2 separate regions of the Zea mays genome follow, and region 2 is linked to region 1. The links are chromatin contacts, called in public Hi-C maps. All regions are on one chromosome and are shown on one strand. Each heading gives the region's core, a stretch centred on a gene start, on an enhancer-like site or on the middle of the called end of the contact. The rest is flanking DNA. Distances are from core to core; before and after follow the strand shown.

Region 1 (6,711 bases), core at 1,581-4,080:
GTTTGCAAGAACCGAACCTCGGTAAAACAAATTCGCGTGTCACACTCTTCATTTGCTTGCGATTTGTTTTGCTCCCTCTCTCGCGGACTCGTTTATATTTCTAACGCTAACCCGGCTTGTAGTTGTGATTATTTTTGAGAATTTCAGTTTCGCCCTATTCACCCCCCTCTAGGCGACCTTCAGAGGGGTCGTCCTAAACCTATCTCGTTCTATCATTGCAACCAAACGCATCCTGAGTTGCTCGCCAATTTGAGGTCTTATCTTTTCGTTCACACGTAAAAGGAAAGGCTAAAGAAATGTAGCCTTTTTTGTGTTTTTTTTTTACTCTGGCTGCTTGTGCCATTGTTCTATTTAACCATGCGCGTATAGAGTGGTAACGGTCTGAACTTTACGCTACAAAAATTTAAGAATCGAATCAACTTAGTATCAAACTTTATTTTTATTTAATTTTGAACTAAAATTAATTAAATGCTCAAACAAATGGTACATCAGTATGGACGCATCCTGATCCAAAGCCTATAGACGCATTTCCAAAGCTGTTTAACTACAATGCGCACGAGTTTTACTGCCTCGCTTGTTTCTAACAAAGCTTCTTCAGGTAGGATGTCACCTAGGGGTGGATATCGAGCCAGTTCGGCTTGGCTCGACCGAGCTCGAGCTGGCTTGTTAAGGGAACGAGCTGGCTCGACTCGACTCGTTAAGCAACCGAGCCAGAGAACCAGCTCGGCTCGGCTCGTTTGCGAGCTCGAGCTGGCTCGTTTAGCTCGTGAGCCACAACAAAAAATAGTATACATGTATATATGCAACAATATAATCAATTGCTAGTTAATTTCATACTAAATTAACAGTAGAAAAGACTAACAATACTCATAATTTTATATATCGCATCATTTAAACCCTAAACTAACATAGTTCATCACTTATTAATTCATCCAATACAAATATAGGCTTTGTTTTACAGATAAATACTAGCTCATTCGAGCTAACGAGCTGGCTCGAGCTCACGTCGAGCTGGCTCGTTAACGAACCGAGCTGAGATGTTAGCTCAGCTCGTGATAAAATTGAAACGAGCCGAGTCGAGCCGAACCGAGCTGGCCACGAGTCGAGCGAGCTCATGAGCCACGAGTATTTTGTCCAGCCCTAATGTCACCTCAGCAGAGCAACAGAGGCACGGTACAATCACTACACAACCATTTCCAACTCCAAGGCTACAATTCCTAGGACAAACTAGTGTTCAAACAGTACCAAAGTCAGACTGCACATTGTTCTCTCTGTCACAAAATAGTTGACGTTCTCAACTTTTAGATATCAATATTTGATCATTTATTTATTTAATTTTTACATCATAAAATAAATAGATAAATAAATATTAAAATGTCTCTAATGATATATAAGCCATAATAAAATAAATGATAAATAAAATGAACAGTTAAACAAGATACATAAAAGTTAAAAAAACGTCGTGTCGTGTACTTTGTGACTCTGTTTGGACCTTGGGTCGGTCAGCTTTTGATGTCAAGCACGGCTACATTTTCCGATGTGTTCTCCAGGTTGTGGCGAAGCCTCAAATGCAGTACGTAGAGTGGAGCAGAAAATTTGACGGGTGCAGTGAAGCTGTCCTCAAAGATGATGCGAGGTTGAAGTTTTCTGTCACGTTTGTTGTCGCATCCATCTCCCTTTTGTGCTTGACTTCGACTTTTTTCCAAGCTCGTAGAGCCCATGAGCTTCGGCCCAATGGGCTTCAATCGCTTTGGGGGTGGGATCAGGAATAGTGAGGCCTGTTTGTGGAGGAAATTTTCAACCCAAGTCCATCTTCCTATATGGCTATAATAACGCTGGCCTCCTCCGATTCCAAAGATAATTTATCTCTTCACTCTCAATTCTAAATTTTAGATAAAGGAATTTCATCTCTCAGTTCTAAATATTGGATAAACGAAAATCATATACTGCCTTGTAACATTAGTTACTAACGGAATGCAGAGCAGAAAACGTATCGTGCGGTCTGCGGAGTAGCTGGACACACCCGCTCTTCTAAGAAAGTTTCAGGCTGATGATTAAGGAAAGCAAAGCCACCAATTATATGCTACTCCATCATTGGCAGAGCCGACTGATTATCCGATAATTTGATAGGACTCACCAACCGCCATCGATTTGTGTCGGTGCAAACTGCCCACGAGGAATAAATTTACCGTGAGTAGTGTGTATATAGAGGCATTAAAATAAAGCCCATATTCGCAAAAAAACAAATGTGTAGATTAAAAGAGTTATATATTATTAAATTTTATAATGATATAAATTACATGAACTCCATATCAATAACCATATACCATGCTTTAGAGCTGAGCAGAAACAAATGTCGGATGATAGTGCGGAAAGAAGATTAAAATCGAGCCGACCCTTCTGTTGGAGAAATTTGTATTTTTGACACTCTAAACAAATGACTTTGTATAATCAACACTTAAAAGATTAACTTCGTAAATTTGACACCCACATCACTGTCTCTTTTATTTAATTGACATTTTATATCTTTATTAATTTATGCCAACGGGCCCCTGTACACGTACACCCTCTCCTCTCGTCTGTGAACCGCTGCGTCCCGACGCGTGCGTGTCCACTGCACCGACTGCCCAAAACAAACGGCTCCTTCCTACCCCACAACAAACCACAGTGGTCTGGTCACCCCGTCCTGCACTGCACAGCACGAACACAACTCATCGGTCCATCGACCCACGTGAACGCGTGCCACCAACCGGCGCGGGCGTCCCCACCCTGCACATGGCCCCGCGGGCCCACCGCCAGTTGTGAAAATCCCGCCGCTCCATCTCCTGGCTGGCCTCCGCTTCGCTTTCCTTCCCTTCCCTGCCGGCTGCCGCCGCTGCTATTTATCCCTCCCACTCTCTCCCTGCGACTCCAACCGCTGCAGCAGAGACGCCCGAGGCAGCGCAGAGCAGCAGACCGCACGTCACACACCACCATTGCAGCAATGGCGCGCGCCGGCGCTCTCTGCCTGGCGCTGCTGTGCCTCGTAGCCGTGCACTCGGCCGTGGCGCAGAAATCCACCCCGGCCCCGGCCACCGCACCGGCCGCCACCACCAACCCACCGGCGACCCCGTCCAAGAAGACGCCCGCGCCAGCCGCGGCGCCGCCCACCACCCCCGCCACCCTGGCCCCGGCCGCCGCGCCGCCCACCACCCCTGCCACCCCCGCGCCCGCCGCGACCCCGCCAGCCACCCTGGCTCCCGCCGCGTCGCCGCCCAAGGCGTCCCCTCCCGCACCGGCGCCCAAGGCCAAGGCCACCCCGCCCGCCCCCGCCGCCTCCCCGCCGGTGGCCGAGCTGCCGCCAGCCGCCTCGCCCCCTGCCCCCGCCCCCGCCTCCCCGCCCACCAAGCCCGCCGAGGTCCCCGCGCCCGCGCCGTCCAAGAAGAAGAAGAAGCCCTCCTCGTCCTCCAAGAACAAGAAGAAGAAGTCCAAGGCCCCAGCCCCCGCCCCCGTCGTCGCCGAGGCACCCACCAGCTCCAAGCACTCCAAGGCTAAGGCGCCCTCAGCCAGCGAAGCCGACGCGCCCGGCCCGGTCGGCGACGCCGCCGCCGCCGACACCGCGGTACGTTCGTTGCCCACTGCTGCTCAGCTCTTCCAGTTTCCATCATTTGAAACCCCATCCCATTGCGTGCCTGAATTACAGTTTCCAGCTGCTCGTTTTACACCGAGGTTAGAGTAAAAAAAAATCGACGCTATCGTTACAACATCACCAATCACGTCTGACAGTGAGATAAAGCAATAGCCAATTGATTTGACAAATGATTGTTTAGTAGGAGCAGCATCACCAGACCTGTGACCATAACGAGTGAAAAAATTAGGTTTGAGCACCAAACTACACCGACATGTCGGCCATGGGCGCATGTGATTCCAGCCTTGTCACGGACATTGTTAATGCGGCATTTGATGAGAGCTGTCGCATTTAGTATTCCATCACGTACAGTACGTCGTACAGTATTAAAATGTTTTTTTGCACAGTGCGTTTGTGTACGGTGCAGTCACTAAACAACCCTGCTTTCTGGAAGCTTCTTTGCAAAGTAGTAGTACTGTAATAAGTAACGGTCAGTAAGGAGACTGAGCAGCCAGGCGTCACTCACGTGACTATCCGTGACAAAAAAAAAAGTTTTGATCCCACAACACTTGCGGATCACCATTCCGTTGATATAAATACCTGTTATGTATTCCGTCTCGGATTAAATTATAATTATAACATATTTTTTTATTATTAATATAAAATATTATCACTTATATATGTTGTCAGATGCTAGAAAATCATTATATATACATTAAAATAAATATATTTGAACAAAGAGTTATCTCATAACAATATAATTATTTATTTTTATAGTATATAAAAACATCATTATATATACGTTTAACTGCTCTCAGCGAGGACAAGGACAGAGACGAGTAATGTCTTCCCATCACCGTTCCCCGTTTATCTGTCGGGAAGGATTTTTCCCGGTTACATCGGGGAGAAACTTCGATGTTCTTATCGGAATTCCTCGCCCCCGAATCCGGAATCTGGGCCGCTGTATAAATATTTTTTTAGTAACGGTCAGTAAATAAGGGCATGTACAGTGGTGTTTAATGTGGGGGCTCTTAAGGTGTTTTAGAGGGTTATTTTCAAAAAAATCTTAGAGCCGTCTCTCAATGAAGAGACGCCTCTGTCTCGTAAACCAAGTAACAACAGACGCATCACTTCCCACTGTACGAATTTGTCGTCTGTTCTATCGATCTGATGCTATACAAATACATTTCATTCTGTATTTATTAATAGACTACGTTTATAGACACTCCATTATACAATAGATTCTCTTAGTTGTCTCTTGTGCTTGGAGAACCGTTTTGGTGTCTCTCCACTGTACATGCCCTAAGGCGCGTGAGCAGCGAGCCGCTGTATAAATATCGTTTAGTGACTGGTGTGGCAGGTCACTGTATAAATATATATATTTTTGGCTACAACTACAACGTCGGTGACTGACGCATGCCTCGATGTTGGTGAAATGTGCAGGCCGCTGGAAGGACCGTGGCAGGCGGAATCATGGCAGCGGGCGCGCTGGCGCTGGGCCTCGTCGGCCTGCTCGACTAGGCACGGCACATCATGCTGCCTGGGTCCGCCCGCCGTGACGACGACAGAACTCCGACGCGGAAGATGCAGCCGGTGCGCCGCGCGCGCTCAACTTCCATGGATGCCGCCGGCTGACGGTTGTACTCTTGTCCGTTTTTTAACCGGGCCTCGTGTATGTAGTAGTACTAGTGCAGTCAGTGCCACTCACGTTTTGGGTGCCGGTGCTACGTGCGGACGTACCGCCGCCGCCTCGGATTCTTTCTACTATTCTCTTCTTTAATTTCCTGTACCACTGCCACCTCATCGAGATGATTTATTTATATCTTTATTCCGCCCATTGTACATGACCCCACCATCGCGTCCTTTTTTTTTTTTGGATAATGAGATCCGCCGCCCGTCTTCTTCATGCCCGTGTCCGGACCGAACGGGCTGGCCTGGCAATCTGGCATCCGGCTGGCACCACGTGTCCGTTGGAGTGTGTTTTTGTTGCTTTGCCTGTTTGGACGAAACATCGCAGCGGGCTACATGGCGATGCTCGTCCGCAGTCGCAGCTATGGATCTGCGGCCTTTGCGGGGAGAGAGGAAGACAAGGACAAGCAGCCAGTGTCGCGATAGCGAGTTGTGTGCTTGTGGCCAAATGCTCATATGTCGGAGACCCCAGCTGAGCTGCCTGCTACCTGGTGGTATATGCGCGGCGCAGATGGGCATCAGCTGGCAGTAACGATATACTAACTATCACCAGTCACACACAAGGTTCATCGGCAACCAGGATAATCTGTGAGGAAATTCTTCCTGGACTCAAATACAGGCTGCTGTGGGATGGAAAGGGCCACAAGTACGAATTGGGCCGGCCGGGGGAGGTAGGTTGGAGAGATTTTTAGCCCAAATAACAGAATTCCCCTGCCTGCTTGTCCTAGGCGCCAGCAGGCCCGATCACCAGCCCACGCAGCCTACCAATGCCATCCATCACATCCGTCTCGGCCATCAATCAAACGGACAGAAACCTTCGGATGGATTGTGTTAAGTAACCCTAGTTAGGGTTATGTGGGCAAATACCTGTTTTGCCTCTGAGGGGTCTTACATGTCTATATAAGGAACTTGTACACCCTCTCATAATACAGAGATTAGAAAGAGGCCAGAGGCCCAACCCTATATCTTGTGTCTCGTGTGTTTCCTCTGTAGTGTATATGTGAAGGGAGACGGGTCTTCTACAACTTCTTGTGCCTCTACTGCTGACGGGAGGGAAGGGAGCGGATCTGGTGATTCGTGGTAACGTAGTTCTCAACACGTTATCAGCACGCTCTACCTCAACGTTGCTGCGAGATCAGATCTGCATCAACTCTTCGTCAAGCCGGCAGGTCTTCCGGCCTAGCCGAACTGTCCTACGCGACAGGCTTCGATTTCTCTACACAATAAAGTTGTATGTCTTTCTCGGCACATTTAGATCTACTGTTCTATATTGTTTATTGGAAGAGAACGCGTGCTAGCCGGAGCCCTGCGCAGTAGCCGACGGCTACTCAGCCACACGCACCTGAAGCGTCGCATGGCGCAGCGAGCGAGTGGAGTGGAGTGCATGACGGCGGCGACGGGGCCAGGACAGTGCT
Region 2 (6,711 bases), core at 2,847-5,346, 150 kb before region 1:
CTGGCCAATTTTTGCGCTTGCGGCAGCACTAGTGCACTACGACGTTCGGGATACGGCCACCGGCAAGGTCGCGAGGCACACAGTGTGGGAGCAGACGATCTGCGGTAGGCAACCAATGAAATAATTCGTATTTTGCCACTTTGTCTCATTGTTATAATTGTCATTGTATTTATAAATTGTAAGTCTATTTAAGCCTATAAAATATAGGCCGGATGACAATTGTGAGAACCTTTTTCGTGTTGATGGCAAATATCAGAATCTCGCGCAGCCAACAACCACGTCTCCCATCGCCCTTCCTCTATCCGTCCAGATTCAAAACTAGTATTTCTATTGAATTGGTGAAATATTGGTTGAATTGCGTTGATTTAATATCCTGATTATATAACGCCCCACATAGATAAACAATGTGGTACTATTCCTATACTACTCTAACACTTACAGTTATAACAGACATACTAGAGAAGAAGTTACAAGGTAATATCCCCTATAGTCATAACGGGTGATGCGTCACGTATGCCCAGGGGCGAAGCCAGAATTTGAGTTTGAGGGGGTAAATCAGATTGAGGGGGGGCTATTAAGAGGTATTTTATATTATTTACATGGTGATTAGCTAAAAAAAGTAGTAGCTCCTATGGAATTTGGGAAAGATTAGGGGGGACGTTGCCCCCCTTGCCCCTCCCTGGAATCACCCCTGCGTATGCCATGACTGAAGAAGAAGCCGATGAATCCTCATGCAAGGCGGTAGCCCTCTATACCGATGTTGAGGTAGCCGAATGTGAGGGCAGAATAGCCGTGATTAAGGATGTTGTGATGGATATAGTCATGGTCAGCATAGCAACTTGAACATTTAGTCTGCCTATAATATAACATGTTGAAGATAGCTTCAAATTTGCTAAGTATTGCATTTATATCAACTAGTCGGTTGCCCACGTGGTAACACGGACAATATTTACAATATCTATTCTTTGTTGAACACAAATGGTTGTGGGTTTTAGTAGTTAGAACCTAGACATGTGAGAGGGGAGGGTAATGGTTTGAACTCCAACATTGTGTTTATTTTTGGACTTTTATTTTGGGCAAGACCGCGGGTTGATATAGATAAAATTGATGGTGTTTTTAAAATTGCGAGGGCTTGTGCGTCGCAGAGGTGGGAGGATCATGGTTTGATTGAAGCAAAATTAAGGAGTGCTTTCAAAAGTTTACTGATCATGGACCGTTGAACCATGAAAACTGGTGCTTTATCATCGTTGAAATATCTTTTAGTTTTGATTGTTGTTAACTTGTTATGAACTGTTTAGAGTTTTCCGTTGGTAGGTAAATATAAATAATTCTATAACATTTTGATTAGATGTCTCGAGTTTGAATCCTAGTTAACACAGTTAAATAAAAATAGTTGTTGGTCGTTATACAAGTGAATGTCCACCTCTAGTGGAGATTTTGACATTGTGCTGTTCTGCCCTTATTTGCAATTAAGTTTAATCATGATATGATGGCCATGGTATCTCACTTATCAAGTATTCAGCATTGTGTCACCTTATGCTTTCACTAAAGATTCTATTGCTACGCACTTTTTTCCAACTGAAAAAGAATGGGTTCTGGTTCTTTCCATGTATAGTTCCATTGATATGTTGATTTGTTACCCTCCTTTTTATATTCTTTCACATTACTTTGCACGGATTCATCTATATGCTAAGAATCTATGGTTCTTAGCCTCTTATCTTATGTTTGTGCGATACCTGTACTTCGATCAAACGATTTGAAGTCATATCATTTTATTACAATCACTGTATTTGTAAGTAGTACCTGCTTTGAAGTCAACAGTGAACCACACAGGCTATTGGTAAAGAAGCAAATGTCTTGAATATGCTGTCTTGAAACAGTGTTTACCAATGAAACAAAATGTACGAATTTGAACTGGACTCATAACTAGTTACCACAAAGATACAGAGTAAGCTAATAAACATGCATTTTCTTCCTTATTTTAGATTTAGAAGGACCAGTTTCTCTATATAATGGTCATCATTATCATGGTAAAAATCCATAAAAGCTCCATATGTATTTTCTTATTTTCCCCTCTATAATTTATCATCACAGTTACTCTCATTAAGTCAATATGCTACATAAAACACCCACCATAAGTCATCCCGCTACATTACTTATCTGGGGCTGTTTCTCGAAGAAACTTTATTCTACCAGGCCAAGACAGACATTGATTTGGGCTGCTCAGAGGTGACAGACAACCTATAACTGAAAACAACTTTGGACCCTCTTGCCCCTGTTAACTGAAAGGCAGAGCTCGTGCCATGTTCTTTCCAGAAAAAAAATGACAGACATCAATTGTACAGTAGTTTGCTATATAGGCTCCAATTGCTCATTTGTCAAGCATACAAGCAACAATTGCATGAGATTTGGCTTCATTGAATCAATTAGCTATTTTAAGGTCCTGTTTGACACAACTTCATGAGTGCAGTGACTTTTTTTTCCAGATACTCTTTTTTTTTTGCAAACAACTTCATGAATTAAGTTTCTTAAAGCATGCTCTCACAAAGAAATAAGGTAAGGTGAAGCTAAAAATAGCTTTTCGCAGATTCACCTCCACTTGTGGGGTTTGTGAGAACATGTTTTAAGAAAATCTATATAAAAAGTTGTTTTGCCCTTAGAAGCCGGGAATGTGGCCACGTTCCTCGTTCCGGGAACGTTCGTCCATCCTGGAAATATGGGAACAATCTCATTCCCATAATGCTAAAACCTTATTTTAGTAGCATACTGCGTCCCATGTTCCTGTCCGTCGATCCCATCGAGATCCGGGAACTTGGTTACTAAGGTTTTGCCAAACGGTTCACTAAAACAGTTTTATCTTCATCGAGAAAGTTGCTCATGAAGGTGAGCCCCCCCCCCCCCCCCCCCCCACCACCACCACCCCACACACACAAAAACAACTTTGCTAGTGAAGTTGAGCTGTGCCAAACAGGGCCTAAATTTTAGCCAGTTGTAGGTTTGCAGTTGTAGATTGGTTGAATTTACACTAACTTGATCCAGTACAACCAAATTCATATAGCCTGCTGCAAGTGACAGCAGAGAAAATAAAGTTCAGTTGATGCACAAGTGTGAGGGCGGATTCAAACTTTTCATCCTCACCATGCATTTTATACTTGTTCACCCAACAGAAATTATGAAAAGATTACACTTCTCAGAAAATGCTTGTATGTAATGACCTATCTGCTTATTACAATCTACAAGCGCAGGGTCAAGTCAATATTTTTTTGCTCTATTTGCTTCTTGGACTCCTCTGAACTTGCTGTGAAGCTCCCTGTCCATACTAACCCTCCAGGTTCTTCAATTGCAAAAGGCATCCAGCTGCTCATTGGGCCTCCGTCGAATCTTGCTACAACAGCAGCAGCAGCACTTTCACCATGATCCTTGAGGATCGTGGAGTGGGAGTTCACTCTCAAAGGTTGGAGAAAGGAATCAGATGGAGGATTAAGGCCCGTCATCATCTGAAACCTGTATGGCTTTCTTGCTGCACACCTCTCCCTCTTGTGCGCATTCTGGTGCCCACCGAGGGCCTGCGAACTGAAGAACTTTCTCATGCAGTAGTTACAGGAGAAAGTCCTATGTGGAGTGGCCACTGGTTTCACCTCTCGAGGGGGCTTGGCTTCTTCACTTTTCGGCGCATCAAGACCCAGCTTCAGCCATGGTACCGCGGTACTATCATCAGCTAGACCAGCTTCGTTAGCTTGGTCTGCTGCTGACTTGTGCTCTTCCACACCATCAGGTACTCTATCCATTGCTCTCTCTTTGGAAGTAGCAGAAGAGGGGGGGGGGGTGGTCTCTGAAGTTTGGGTTATCGTTCCTCACCCTGCTTTGCTGTTGCTATAAAAAGAAGCGCATCGCAAGGGTCTGCGGGCAGCAATAATCCAGCAGAAAAAAAGGGCAAGCCCTCGGTGAAGTGGACCAGGCGGATATGCTAGTTTTGCAGTAGTGGCAAACATGGTGGTTCTTGTTATTCTTCGAGATGATATACTTGTCATGCGAAGTGACAGGCTTCAACAAACTTCAGTTTCACGTCCAGCTGATTCCCTATCAGGTTCGCACCTGCTCTAGATAGCAGCGTTACGCATTTCTATCAGGCACAGTCCTGCAACCTCGTGCAGGGCCACGACGACTGGATAGAGTTTCGCTATTCTGTGTCTGCCCTGTCGTTTGGGGAGCTATACTGCTCAGTGCTCACGTTTGGTTTTAAAACAAAACGACTTCTATACTGCATGTGGACTTTATTCAGAAGAAACATCAAGTTTTAGGTGGACTGAAGCAAGTTCTTTCCAGGTGATCTGTTTGGCTGACCCATAGCGTAGCATGCTTTACTGAGAGAGAGAGGTGCTATGCGCTATCGGTGCTTTGCTAGTCATCTTTGAACTTATCGCAACTCTCACCCATGCTCTCTTTTTGTCTCTTGAGGCTCAGGCACGGACGCTTGGCATTATTCAACACTAAAAGCCTAGCTCTCAAGCTGCACCACCACGTGAGTGGATTTCAGGTGACATGCATGCAATGCAAGCAAGTGCCGTTGCCACTTGTTGCTAGCCAAAGCCTACATGCCATTAACATTGGACAGGCAGACACTCTGGGAGGTAAAGAACAGAAGCTTTCTGCTGAGAAGCAAGTGGGTGGGTGACGCACTCAAAGCGCAAATAATGATTATGTTTTTCTCTATGCAGGATACGGCGTCTCCTTTTAACTCGTAATCGTACCCTGGCAGCGGCCCAATCCGGACGAGAGGGCGTGGCCGTTTGCGAGGCTCGTCGTGCCAGGGCACAATTATATCTGCAGCTGTGTGGTTACTCATCCTCATCTTGTTACACTTACACAGTGGTACATTTTTTTATAAATATTGTCAATTATATCTGCAGCTGTAGTCGCCAGCTGCTGAGCATGGTTTTTTGTTCCATTCCATGTGTTCTTTCGTCCATCATCTTGGGTGGACGAAATGTCATCTCTGGCTGCGAACCGGCTCTGCGAGCGACCCGGTGCGGTGTGCTGTTCCAATGCAAGTTCCATGATTTCTATTCCGATGTGCTTTGTCACAGTCTCCCCCCATGCGTACCTTCCAGTTTATATGGTCGTGTTTTGCATATTTTCTGTTTATGAAGTGGAATTTCAATTTGAAATAAGAGACCGCTGGAGGTAGAACTGTCATTCACCAAATGCGTGATCAACTGATCATGCATGCAGCACCGGAGTCTGGAGCCACCAACAGCCACGTTGGAGATTGTTGCTGACCGGGTCCATTAGCCTCGTGGGCTTTAAAGGTGGTGAGTTGTAAAGCAGGCCGTCACTCTTCAAGCCCGCAGTGCCCTACCCGCTCTAAAGCATTGGGCCACGACTCCTTTTGGGCTGAAAGGCCGACTCGCACCGGGTGGGCTTTGCCCATCCAAAAATAACCATCCTAACTTGCCGCCCCACAGTGCTGGAAACCTCGCTTCAGCTTCGGCCAGGTGATGCCACTTCTACTTCTTCTTCTTCTTCGCTGATGTAAGTTGTAATTGTAACCATAGTGCTCTACTTTTTTAGCCAAATGAAATAAGTCTATCTACCAAAAGAATCAGGCCATTTATTATAACGTAATAACAGTAACGAGTAAAATCAACTTATAACTTAATTCTAGCACTATTTAGCCATCCAATGCAAAAGGAAGAAGAGAAAAAACACGTAGTAGCCTTCTCAAATCTCAACATCTGCAGGCAGGGCGCCGTGCCGAATCAACTGTGAACGCGTCGGAAGTCGACCAGACATTACATCTTGAATCATCGCGTACATACATTCTAAGCATTGGCTACATGGTTGTACCGGCGCTGCAAACCAATCGAGCGCTACGTGGATGGTGGAATTAATGCCCTTATTATTGTTCATGTATCACGGCATGAGTGCATGCATGAGGATCGATGCCACAGTCAGGAACACACCACTCCCCGCCTGCCTGCTACAGGCGACGACAGAGGCATGCACTAGGCGGTCAATATTGCTGTGTGCACACACAGAGCTACCAGCACCGTCCTGCAATGGCCACGTACGGGCCACCACCCCCACCCATATTCTTCCGGCCGGTCCACTGAGTGAGTGAGTGGACAAGCACAGGCAGGCAGAAGACACCGGCGGCGATCCGAGTCTCGGCCGCCATGATGGGTCGTCGGCCGTTCGTTAGGTAAACATACCGGCCTTTTATTACGACGGACCGAGACCATACAGGATGTGGGCACGACGATTGGCCATGGCAGAGGCAGAAAGAGTGGCCGGCCGCTAGCAGCGCCTCAGCCCTCCCTCCCTCAGCAGCGTCGTCGTCCTCCCCCTGCATGCATGTGCCGTGTCTGCTGCCCGGGCCTTGTCAGTTGTCACGCCAGCCAGTCCCTTTATTCGTTCCCCCCCGTCTGTCTCCTGCCCTTTTTGATTCCCAACTCGTTACGGGAGTATACGTAAACAGTGAGTCATCAGTGAGCATGCACGAGACACGAGTGTCCAACCAACAAATCAGATCCCAGAAAGAAATATCTGATGCCCGGCCAAGCTCACCGCCACCATTACCAAAGAGGCCCACGGTGGACACAATGCAAAAGGCTATGTCGGGAGTGTCGACCAACTCACTACCGCCGGTCAGAAGCTTCCAGTCCAGGGAGGAGCTAGCTAGCCGAGTTGTTTTGCCGCGTGCGTTTTACT

The links. Hi-C and Micro-C count contacts between places; a contact is called where the count stands out from the background.
Region 2: a contact with region 1 is called in a Hi-C map of tassel, with 2.8 times the contacts expected there. The contact joins the promoter of LOC103647803 here to the promoter of LOC103647801 in region 1. A contact is called at or near these places in 2 of 25 Hi-C or Micro-C datasets (ear and tassel).

The regions. Positions count from the first base shown.
Region 1 is chr2:215,792,209-215,798,919 of Zm-B73-REFERENCE-NAM-5.0, reverse strand. It overlaps LOC103647801 (classical arabinogalactan protein 4), which reads left to right and starts at 2,830. Exons shown (of 2, transcript XM_008672310.4): 1 at 2,830-3,601; 2 at 5,051-5,451. The coding sequence starts at 2,984. The coding sequence ends at 5,128.
Region 2 is chr2:215,942,835-215,949,545 of Zm-B73-REFERENCE-NAM-5.0, reverse strand. LOC103647803 (zinc finger protein 7) reads right to left here and starts at 4,096. Exons shown (of 1, transcript XM_008672311.4): 1 at 3,035-4,096. The coding sequence starts at 3,788. The coding sequence ends at 3,234.